Regions from separate parts of the Zea mays genome. Here region 2 is linked to region 1. Evidence: chromatin contacts called from public Hi-C data. All regions are on one chromosome and are shown on one strand. The core of a region is the stretch at or near the end of the contact, and the rest is flanking DNA. Distances in the headings are between cores, read along the strand shown. Region 1 holds the start of LOC103652800. Region 2 holds the start of LOC100381785.

What was found. A called contact is a pair of places that touch in the nucleus more often than the background predicts.
Region 2: a contact with region 1 is called in a Hi-C map of bundle sheath, with 2.7 times the contacts expected there. The contact joins the promoter of LOC100381785 here to the promoter of LOC103652800 in region 1. A contact is called at or near these places in 7 of 25 Hi-C or Micro-C datasets (bundle sheath, ear, endosperm and 2 more).

The regions. Positions count from the first base shown.
Region 1 is chr4:8,032,848-8,037,335 of Zm-B73-REFERENCE-NAM-5.0, reverse strand. It overlaps LOC103652800, which reads right to left and starts at 2,049. Exons shown (of 3, transcript XM_008679780.4): 1 at 1,505-2,049; 2 at 1,204-1,399. The coding sequence starts at 1,918.
Region 2 is chr4:8,317,841-8,322,362 of Zm-B73-REFERENCE-NAM-5.0, reverse strand. It overlaps LOC100381785, which reads right to left and starts at 1,380. Exons shown (of 6, transcript NM_001174584.2): 1 at 597-1,380; 2 at 425-508; 3 at 1-156. The coding sequence starts at 1,322.

The DNA of each region.
Region 1 (4,488 bases), core at 800-3,299:
GTAGGATGACTCAATTTCCATAAAATCTGTCACTCTCATGCTCAAAGAGCTTCAGCAGGTAATGAACACATAATCCAGTATGTAATGTGTTATACAAAAAAAACGAGAATGGGTCCAAATTCGTATTGCGCTCTCGAATTTTAAGCTGATATATAGAAGCCAACTGGTTATTGGATGAAACAATTAAATGACTTGTTTCTGACCAGAGTTACATAGGTAATCCCTCAGATCAGAAACAATTAAATGACTTGTTTCTGACCAGAGTATATAACAGTTATAACTGTAATAAACAGCTCTCAGAGGCCCAACTAACACGAAGAGAAGTGTGTGTTGTTTATGCTTTAATGTACCATCTTGCCGTGGCACTTATGACAAACAAGAAGTTAGTCAACACAAAAGCTATCCACCATATGTTTTCTAGTAGCCTCATCCTGACAGTCACACTTGACTCAAGGTTCCCAATAGGCTATGGCTGACCCTGGGCGCAGAAATAGATGATGATTATTATTATTATTGATTTCATAATCAAGCAGTGAATCCAAATATTTTAAACTGTGTACGTCGGTGGGCAGGGTTTTTAAAATCTATGTAATTATATGGCACCATAAAGATGCACTGACGTTGGCATCCACACAATTTTCTGACGCGATAAGTACATTATTATATATTTTATGTTATATCCTGCCGACCAAAGCATCGGGCCTAGCCGCCTAGCTCTATATAATTGGAGGACCGAATCAGGAGAACGACAGCCAGAAAATTTTCCAACCTATGTCTCTATATGTATAGTAGCAAAAAAAAATGTTAGATGTCTATGGTCTCATTGATGTGATGTGTCATTGACAACAGAGCTCATTTTAGCTATGACAGTAGTTAAAACTGCAGTTGTCTCACAAATAATCAGCCAGACAGTAGTTAAAATACAAATCAACCCACTGGACAAATAGCAATTCCATTTCGGCCTTTCGGGAATGGTTTCTGAGTCAAAACGACATGAAGAATAACTAAACGTGGATCACAGGAAAACAGTAAGCTAAGGTTGCCTTACTCTGCAGTTCGATTTCGAGAAATCCGGAATGGTTCGCCAATTTGATCAAGCCAGAATGGTTCCTATCGCACGCTAACATCCAAAATACAAGCACAAGCACCGAAACGTTCGTATGACACTTCTTACTAAAATCAAGCGTAATGGTGGTGGCTTACTCTCAAGGCTGAAGTGGGAGTGGTGAAGTTGGAAGCTCTCGGCTGCGGCCGGGTCCAGGCGCGGGCTTCTCCCCTCCCTGGCGTACCTCTCGACCACGGCAGCAATGGCCTCCCCGACGCTGGCGCCCAGCCTGACCATGGCCTTCACCGGGCCGACGCTGCCCTCAACCGTCACGCTCACCACCACCTTCGCCTCCTGCACACCGCGCCAGCCAAACCACTCCCACCCGTGAATAAACCTCGCAAATTGCCTAACTCCGGGCTTCGGTTAGCTCGCCGGCGGGGCCGGGCCGTACCGTACCTCCCGGGGGCAGGGACTGGTGAGGGAGGCGTAGGAGGGGGAGCGGCCGAACTCCGGGGCAAAGACGTCGAAGCAAGTGTGCGGACGCTCGAGCGGCGGCGGCGGAGGGGACGGCGGGCAATCGAGCCCGAGCCCGAGCCCGGGCCCGTGCGGCGGCACGTCGTGGACCCGCGCGTCGCCGAACCAGAGCAGCGGCTCGGACGCGGAGCGCGCGAGCGCCCGCCTCTTCCCCTCCCGCCGCGTCCGCGTCCGCGACCGCGACGGGCCCGGCGTCGGCACCGGGCGCGCCGCCGTCGAGCCGCTCCCGCTCTTGCGGCGGCGGCGGGACGGCGACGCCGCCGCCGGCGACCGCCCCACCCGGACGGCGGCGAGCCGCGACCGACCCTTCCTCTGCTCCGGCATCAGGGCGCGCATGCCGTCTTCGCCTGCGTCTGCGTGCGTGCGTGCGTCGTGCGTGGTTCGACGTGTCGCGATTTCTGGGAGTGCGTGCCTTGTACCGGTGGTGGTGGCGGACCTGGCGGTGTCGTCGGTCGGTCGGTCGGTGCAAATAAAAAAAAAAGGTTTGCTTGGACTTTGACGTTACGGCGATGTCCTTTGTGGTTGACGCAACAGAGGGGAAGAGGAAGCTTCGTCCAGGAGTTGGAAGCATGTGGAATGGTTGCAGTGCAGGCCACGCGTACGCACGCTTCTTCCGGTGCGGCTGTCAGTGAGGCTGAGTCCATGGACCAAGAGCAGATGCAGCAAAAGCAGGGGGCTGCCTGGGGAGGAAACTGCTGGACAGTGGAGAGAGACGACGTCGGATGCAAATCAAAGCGTGGTTCGGTATGGAAAAATGACGAAAAGGGGGCAGTGAGATGCCTGAAGTACGGGATGCTGCCGCTGTATTTTTTTTTTTCCTTTTGTATTTTTAGCGTGGGGAACAAATCTCAGTCCAACAATCTTTAGCTAACGTATTTTTTTTAAAGAAAGCACCTTCTATATTCTTTTCCCCACGTCTAGCTACACATTTAAAAAAAATCACGTACTCTGCTGGCGGCGGTTAAATAATTAAGTCGATTATCAAATCTATATCTATATCTCTAGCTCTCTCTTTCTATCTAGTGACTAAAACCCCAGCAGATCATATCATCCTCTATTTCAAACTTCTGTCTTCTACAAATAATGTTAAATAATATTTTCTATAGTTTTATATCTCCTATTTTACACGCTCTATTAGGACAGTCTTAGCGAGCCAAAGTAAAAAAAAAACATCATCACGCGCATGAGCGCGGAGGCAGGTGGAAGCGGAGGGGAGGAGAGGCTTCACTGCCACGCAGATTTGTGCTGTCTACAATGCTATTAGATTGGGATTTTGATTGTTGCAATTATGGATTAGGTGGCAGAATGTGCACCATGATTTTCGACAACACTGATTAGATACAGTTTGGTTGGCACGCAAACCAGTTACCAGAGGGGTATGCGTTACCGTTAATTACACCTGTCTGGTTCCTACTAGATGTAAATAAATCAGTGTTGTCTCTTCACAAATTATTACGGTGTTATCTGATCTGATCTCCTTTACGTGACTACTCACTGGACGTCTGAATCAAGCCCCAAATTAATGTTTTGAACATCTGCATAGCACACCGTCCCATTGTAAGTGTTGGTCGAGACATGTTGCATTAATTTTTCTTTTTCTCCAAGATCTGCTTCGTTTTTTATATTTAAGTTAATGAAACTTGTGTTTTTCTCTGCTATCTTCTCACAAAGCCAGGTTGTGGGAGCTAGTTTGCTCGGAAAAAAAAACACGGACAGTCCCACTCAAGCCTGCACACAGTCTATTGTTTCACTCCTGTATGCCAAACATTCAGCAAAAGGTATCTTAGTTAAGGATAGAGCCGCTGACATATCCAAACTTTAGAAGTAGTAGCACTAGCGATGAAAATATTTTGATGACAGGCTTGTAATGTATCGCTGCCGAATGTCCCTGCTCTTCCAAGCCTCAGTCATGTATCTAAGACTGATATGTGCCACTGGTTTCAAATAGATGTCTGGTATGTGCCACTGGTGTCAAATGGATGACTGATCTGTGCCACTGGTGCCAGTTGGTCTCTTCGAAGCGTAACGCAAGCGTGGAACTTCTTCGGCGTAGGTTGCACTGATGTAGCCAGTGCCGAAGAAGAACTTCCTGCAACTGAAAGCATCAACGAGTTTGTTAAGTATTTATACTACCTAAAACATTTGATTGATGAAAATTTTGGAAGGGGCGTGTATGTAATACTAACCAGACAAATTTCCCGATACCTCCCAAACCTACTACTTTATGCAGGTAGTACATTCTAAGAACTATGGAGAGCCAGGGATTTTTACAGCAGATAGCGCATCCTAAGATTCATAGAGCCAAGGATTTTTGAACATTGTATGGTCTTCCGTTTTGATACTACTAACAACTCTGGCAGCAGAATGAAAGCAACTAGCAATCTCTCCCTCTGTATATATATATGTATGAAATGCCCATGCTAGCTAGTGTTGTGTTTTAAGGAAGAGAGGGCTTCCATCATTCAACTTTGCTACACTAGTACAAATGTTAAATGTGAACCTGTAGGAGTTTCATTTACAACTTCCAGACACTATTTTGTACATCACTTTGTTTTGTACTCGAGTCCACTGTGCCCTCTATTTCAACAATGCAGTCTCTGTTTCTCTCTCGTCACGGTTGCTAAATCCATTATTGCTGAGTAAAAAGCTTGCAGCTCCCTTGAACTTCACCATATGTCAGTGCACCACAAATGAAGGACAAATTACATTGATGAGTTACCTCACCTTATAATAAAATGATGTGCAGGTATTCTAGAAAAAAAAAATCAGTATGAAACATTCCCGCTAAACAGCCTAAATGGCAAACCATACGTATTGACTGAAGCACGAGCGACCTAGCGATCTCAACTATGGACTCTGATCCATCACTCTGCTTCTTGGCCAGAGGGGAGGTTGGGGACGATGTC
Region 2 (4,522 bases), core at 131-2,630, 290 kb before region 1:
AACTTGTGGTTCAAACCCCATATCAAGCATTCTATCTGCCTCATCAAGAGCAAGGTATCTAATTGACTGTAGAGATACTCTTGCCCTTTCCAATAAATCAACCAATCGGCCAGGTGTAGCCACAAGAATGTCAACACCTCTCTCAAGCTCTCTTAACTGCAAATAAGAATATAAATTTAGGATGAGACACAGATTTAAAAAAAAATCCATAACTAATTGACTGCATATATTGGTACCATGTAAACATTGCATTGCTGTCTACCAGCTGACTTGTTACATTGGGTCAGAAATATATGCCAAGCAAACAACTATCACAAAACTAATCTAGCTATTGAAGACTATAGATAGTCCATCAATACAATAAACCATGTCAAATCAGACTGATAGGCAAAAGGTGACTACCATAGGAATTAAGAGATTGTACCTGCTGAGTAATTGGCGCTCCTCCATAAGCGACAACTACCCTAACACCAGTCTGATACGAAAACTTCCTCGCCTCTTCATGAATCTGCAGCACGCACACAACAAAAGGACAAGGTAGTATTAGCAACCAGCCAGCACATGCCTGGATCTGCTTCAGCATAATCTAGAATGACCTGCATAGAGAGCTCTCTAGTCGGGGAGAGGATGAGCGCGGACGGGTAAGCGGTCCTCATCCCCATGCCGCCGCCCCGCTGCGGCCTTCCCGCGGACGGGGCCTTCATGATGCCGCTGATGATGGGGAAGCAGAAGGCGGCGGTCTTCCCGGAGCCCGTCTGCGCGCAGGCCATGAGGTCGCGGCCGGCGAGCGAGATCGGGATGGCGTGGCGCTGCACGGGGGTGGGGCGGACGTACTTGCACCGGCGGATGTTTTCGTTGAGCGCGTCGCCGAGGTCAATGTCGGCGAAGGTGGAGACGGGGGGCGGGATGTCGCGGCCGGACATCTCGACCGGGATGTCCTCGTACGCGTCGAAGTTGATCCCCGTGTTCTGGTGCTCGTCGAACGGGACCTCGGCGTCGGCGGCGGAGTCCGCGAACGGGTCCGGCTCGCGGTCCCACCGGGCACCGCCGCGGGCGCGGCCCCCGCCGAATCCTCCGCCGCCGCCCGCACCGAAGCTGCTGCCGCCGCCGGTGCGGGTGAGGAGGCCGGCGGTGGAGCGCGGCGGCGGGGCGGCGGAGGCGGGCGCGGCGGCGGCGGCGGCTGGTGGGCGGTTGCGGAGGTGGGGCGGAACGTAGGAGGAACGCGCGGGGCCGTTGGATGCGGCGGCGGGGGCGGCGACCGGGGGAGGCGGGGCGGGCTCGGCGTCGGCGACGTCGGCCCAGGAGGTGCGGGAGGACGCCATGGCGGCGGGGAGCGGGGGAGGGAAGGCGGATCTAGGCAGCGGCGCGCGGCGGCGGCGGGAGGGGATGGATGGATCGGGGGGAGGGGATTTGGTGTGATTTTTTTTCTCTCTCTCTGGGTGGGCAGGGGAGATGGGATTTCCGATCGGTCGTGAGGTGGGTGGACGGGAGCACGCCCAGTTGTATTGCAAACGCGTCCCGCACTGCGCCAGCCTGCCTGCGGTTAAAAGCGGCGCTGGCGAGGCGTGGTCGGTGCGGGAGGCGTGCCGAGAGCACGGGGATGACACGTGGATGAAGCGAGGCGGAAAATATCTTGCCTGCCGGCGTCGCCCGCGGAATCGGGTGTTTTTCGTGACGCGTCGCGCGAGCAGGTGGGGTGCGGACTTCTTGCTTTGGTTTGTTCGCGTTTCCAAGTCGGTTGACGGTTGGCATGGCGCAGAAGGAATTGCGAAATTGATTTCTACTAGTTTGTAACGATTTTGCCTGAAAGCTAGCGATACTGTTGACAGTGAATTAGATCAACAGGAGAGCCTAACGAATATATCAGGGTCATGGCTAATTTGATGGCCAGAGATAAGGGAGAATTAGAGGGAATTAAGGAAAAAATTAGTTCATTTACTCATCAATCCTCTATGATCCCTTTGTCACCAAATTAACCCTCACGTGCTAAAAAACCAAGGGGATTTACGATCTAACAGAGGCAAATTAACCATCAAAACTCTCGTGGTTGAAAGGGTGGCACCATGGCCCCGATTCCACGGGACCCACATTCAGATACAATACATAGAATACATGTACGGTGCTACCATTGGTAGTGTTTGGTTTATTGCAGTGAGTGATTAACGTAACACAAACAGATTAAGTTACAGTGCAACAGAAAGCTAGATGTATTTGATTAGTTAACATTATGTATTAACACTAGCTGGGGAAGTGGTAACTAAAAGATATGGCTCCGTATCTAATCAGAAAAGTAGAGAATAGATACCACTGACCACGCATAAAAACGTCCAACCAAACACCCTCTATATTCATTCTAATTCTAACCCTTGGGAATTGAAGACTACCACTACATATGCATCCTGGACACATCCTACATGGCCACACGTAGGATACATCGTTTGCCAACGATCTCCTTGACTGTCGTGTGGCTGGTTTCAAAAGGCTTCGCTTGTTGGCTTGCTGTTAAGAAGTTATTGTTTTTTGTCTAAGCCAAATCCAAAATAATTACTATGTAGAACTGTAATTTGTATAATTACTAGATTAGACAATATTTTGTGAATTTGCATTAGGCCTTTAGTGTTCTATTGATTAAATATTATCTTGCACCAAAGGATTCATTTATTTGAGAATTTGGAAGTACTACAGAATTGGTAATATTTTATAAATGGATTTAATTATTTTGTAACTTAGCAAGTAGCGATACCTTTTATTTAATTATTATTCTATTCTATTTTATTTTTGTGACACACAATCATGTTCTCTAGACGGTATATGTTCGAATATAAGAAAAGAAACAAATAAATAAGCAGATGAGTTTACAATATTACATGAATTACAAAGAGATGTACTTCTTAAGATATTTTTATGCAATTTAGCATTTATTTATTTATTATTACTATTGTTATTATTAGTACTATTAGGGCTCTATTTTAAACCTCGCTGCGGGCCACCAAAATCTCAAGACCACCGGTGTATCTCGATCTTTTGTGATCCTCATGCATATATATGTGTTGTTATTCGTTACCTTAGGTGATAATCATCCACCATGTAATGACATAACAAAAATCAAATAACTTAACAATAAATTAATATTTGTTAAGTCATTTTAGGGTGGGTGATCATTACCTAGGTTGACAAATAGTGTTGTTATGTATGTGTGCGTGCATATGCGGGCATGAGCCCGGCATGTGGGGTGTGTGTGCTGTTGCGTGTGTGGTTCTATCCGTTCAAAATATGTGTATCAAGTTTTCAAATTTAGAAACTGATTTGGAATTGGAAATGAATCAATTGAAGAAATAAACAAAAGTCAGCCTAGCCCACCACCAAAGTCAAATAAATCGAATTTCATGGGACAAGCGAGCTTGGCCAGAGCCATAATACGGTCTTGGCTGTTTTTCACCACGAAGACGGCATGATCGAGTTCTTCAAGGGCTTCTTCAACATATTTTTAAAAAATCTATCAAAGGGGATATTTTTTATGGGCTCTTTCTAGAAAGACTAACAGGAGCCGTGAGCAAAAAAAGAGCTTCTGCCGGCTCCTCTCCTATATTTTTCTCTTCGTTGGCACTACATCGTAGGAGAAGCTGCAGAAGAAACTATATTTCCGACTAAACAGGGTGTTTTTATAGCTCTTACTGAAAATAAGGAAGGAGTTGTTTTCTTAGAGGAGCCAGAGTCAGAACTAAAGTTGACAGAGAAAGAGCCCTACCAAACAGGATCTAAGTGTGACCTAGCCAACTTCAATGACACCCCATATTGATTGCTTCGAAGCGAAGGGAGCCTCTCCTCCTATATATCGTCATGAACCTCGATGTAATAAGCATGATCCTCATCATCGAACGTTTGGAGTCACCTTCTGAACCAACGTTTGGAGTCACCTTCTGAACCAAATGTCACTCGCATATGTCTAGAGAGCCCTTCAAGGCATCTAGAGCCTTGATGGAACAATCAGGGACCTCGACCCCACTAGGCCTCAGCCTAAACAATATAGAGGACAAGGGCTTGTCTCAAGGAAAAACACATGTAATCTGTTTGGTTCTCGACTAACTGTGCTATAACTTACCTAAGGCTAATCAATCAAATTAAAGAACTAACTTTAGATAAAAACAAGTCAGACAAAGTGTGGCAAGTTAGATAGCAAACCAAATAAGCCCCTAAAGCGTCCATCGACATGGACGAGACAATAGATATTCGTGTAAGCGCCCTAAACCTTCTAGACCCCTACTCTTCCTCTTAGGATATGTCCAACAGTTTACAGATGCGGATACACAAAAATGAGTAGGGATGAGAGTGATAATCCGAATTGTTTAGACAAATTTAATATTTTAAAATAGATATATATATATAATTTGATGTTGATATTTGTTATGTTATCAGCATATTATTACGAATAAGAATACAATATTGCATAAATTGTTTATGTACCATTTGCTTCTTACAACAAAAAGGTGAAAAAACTACATAATTTGTTTTCAAATCTATA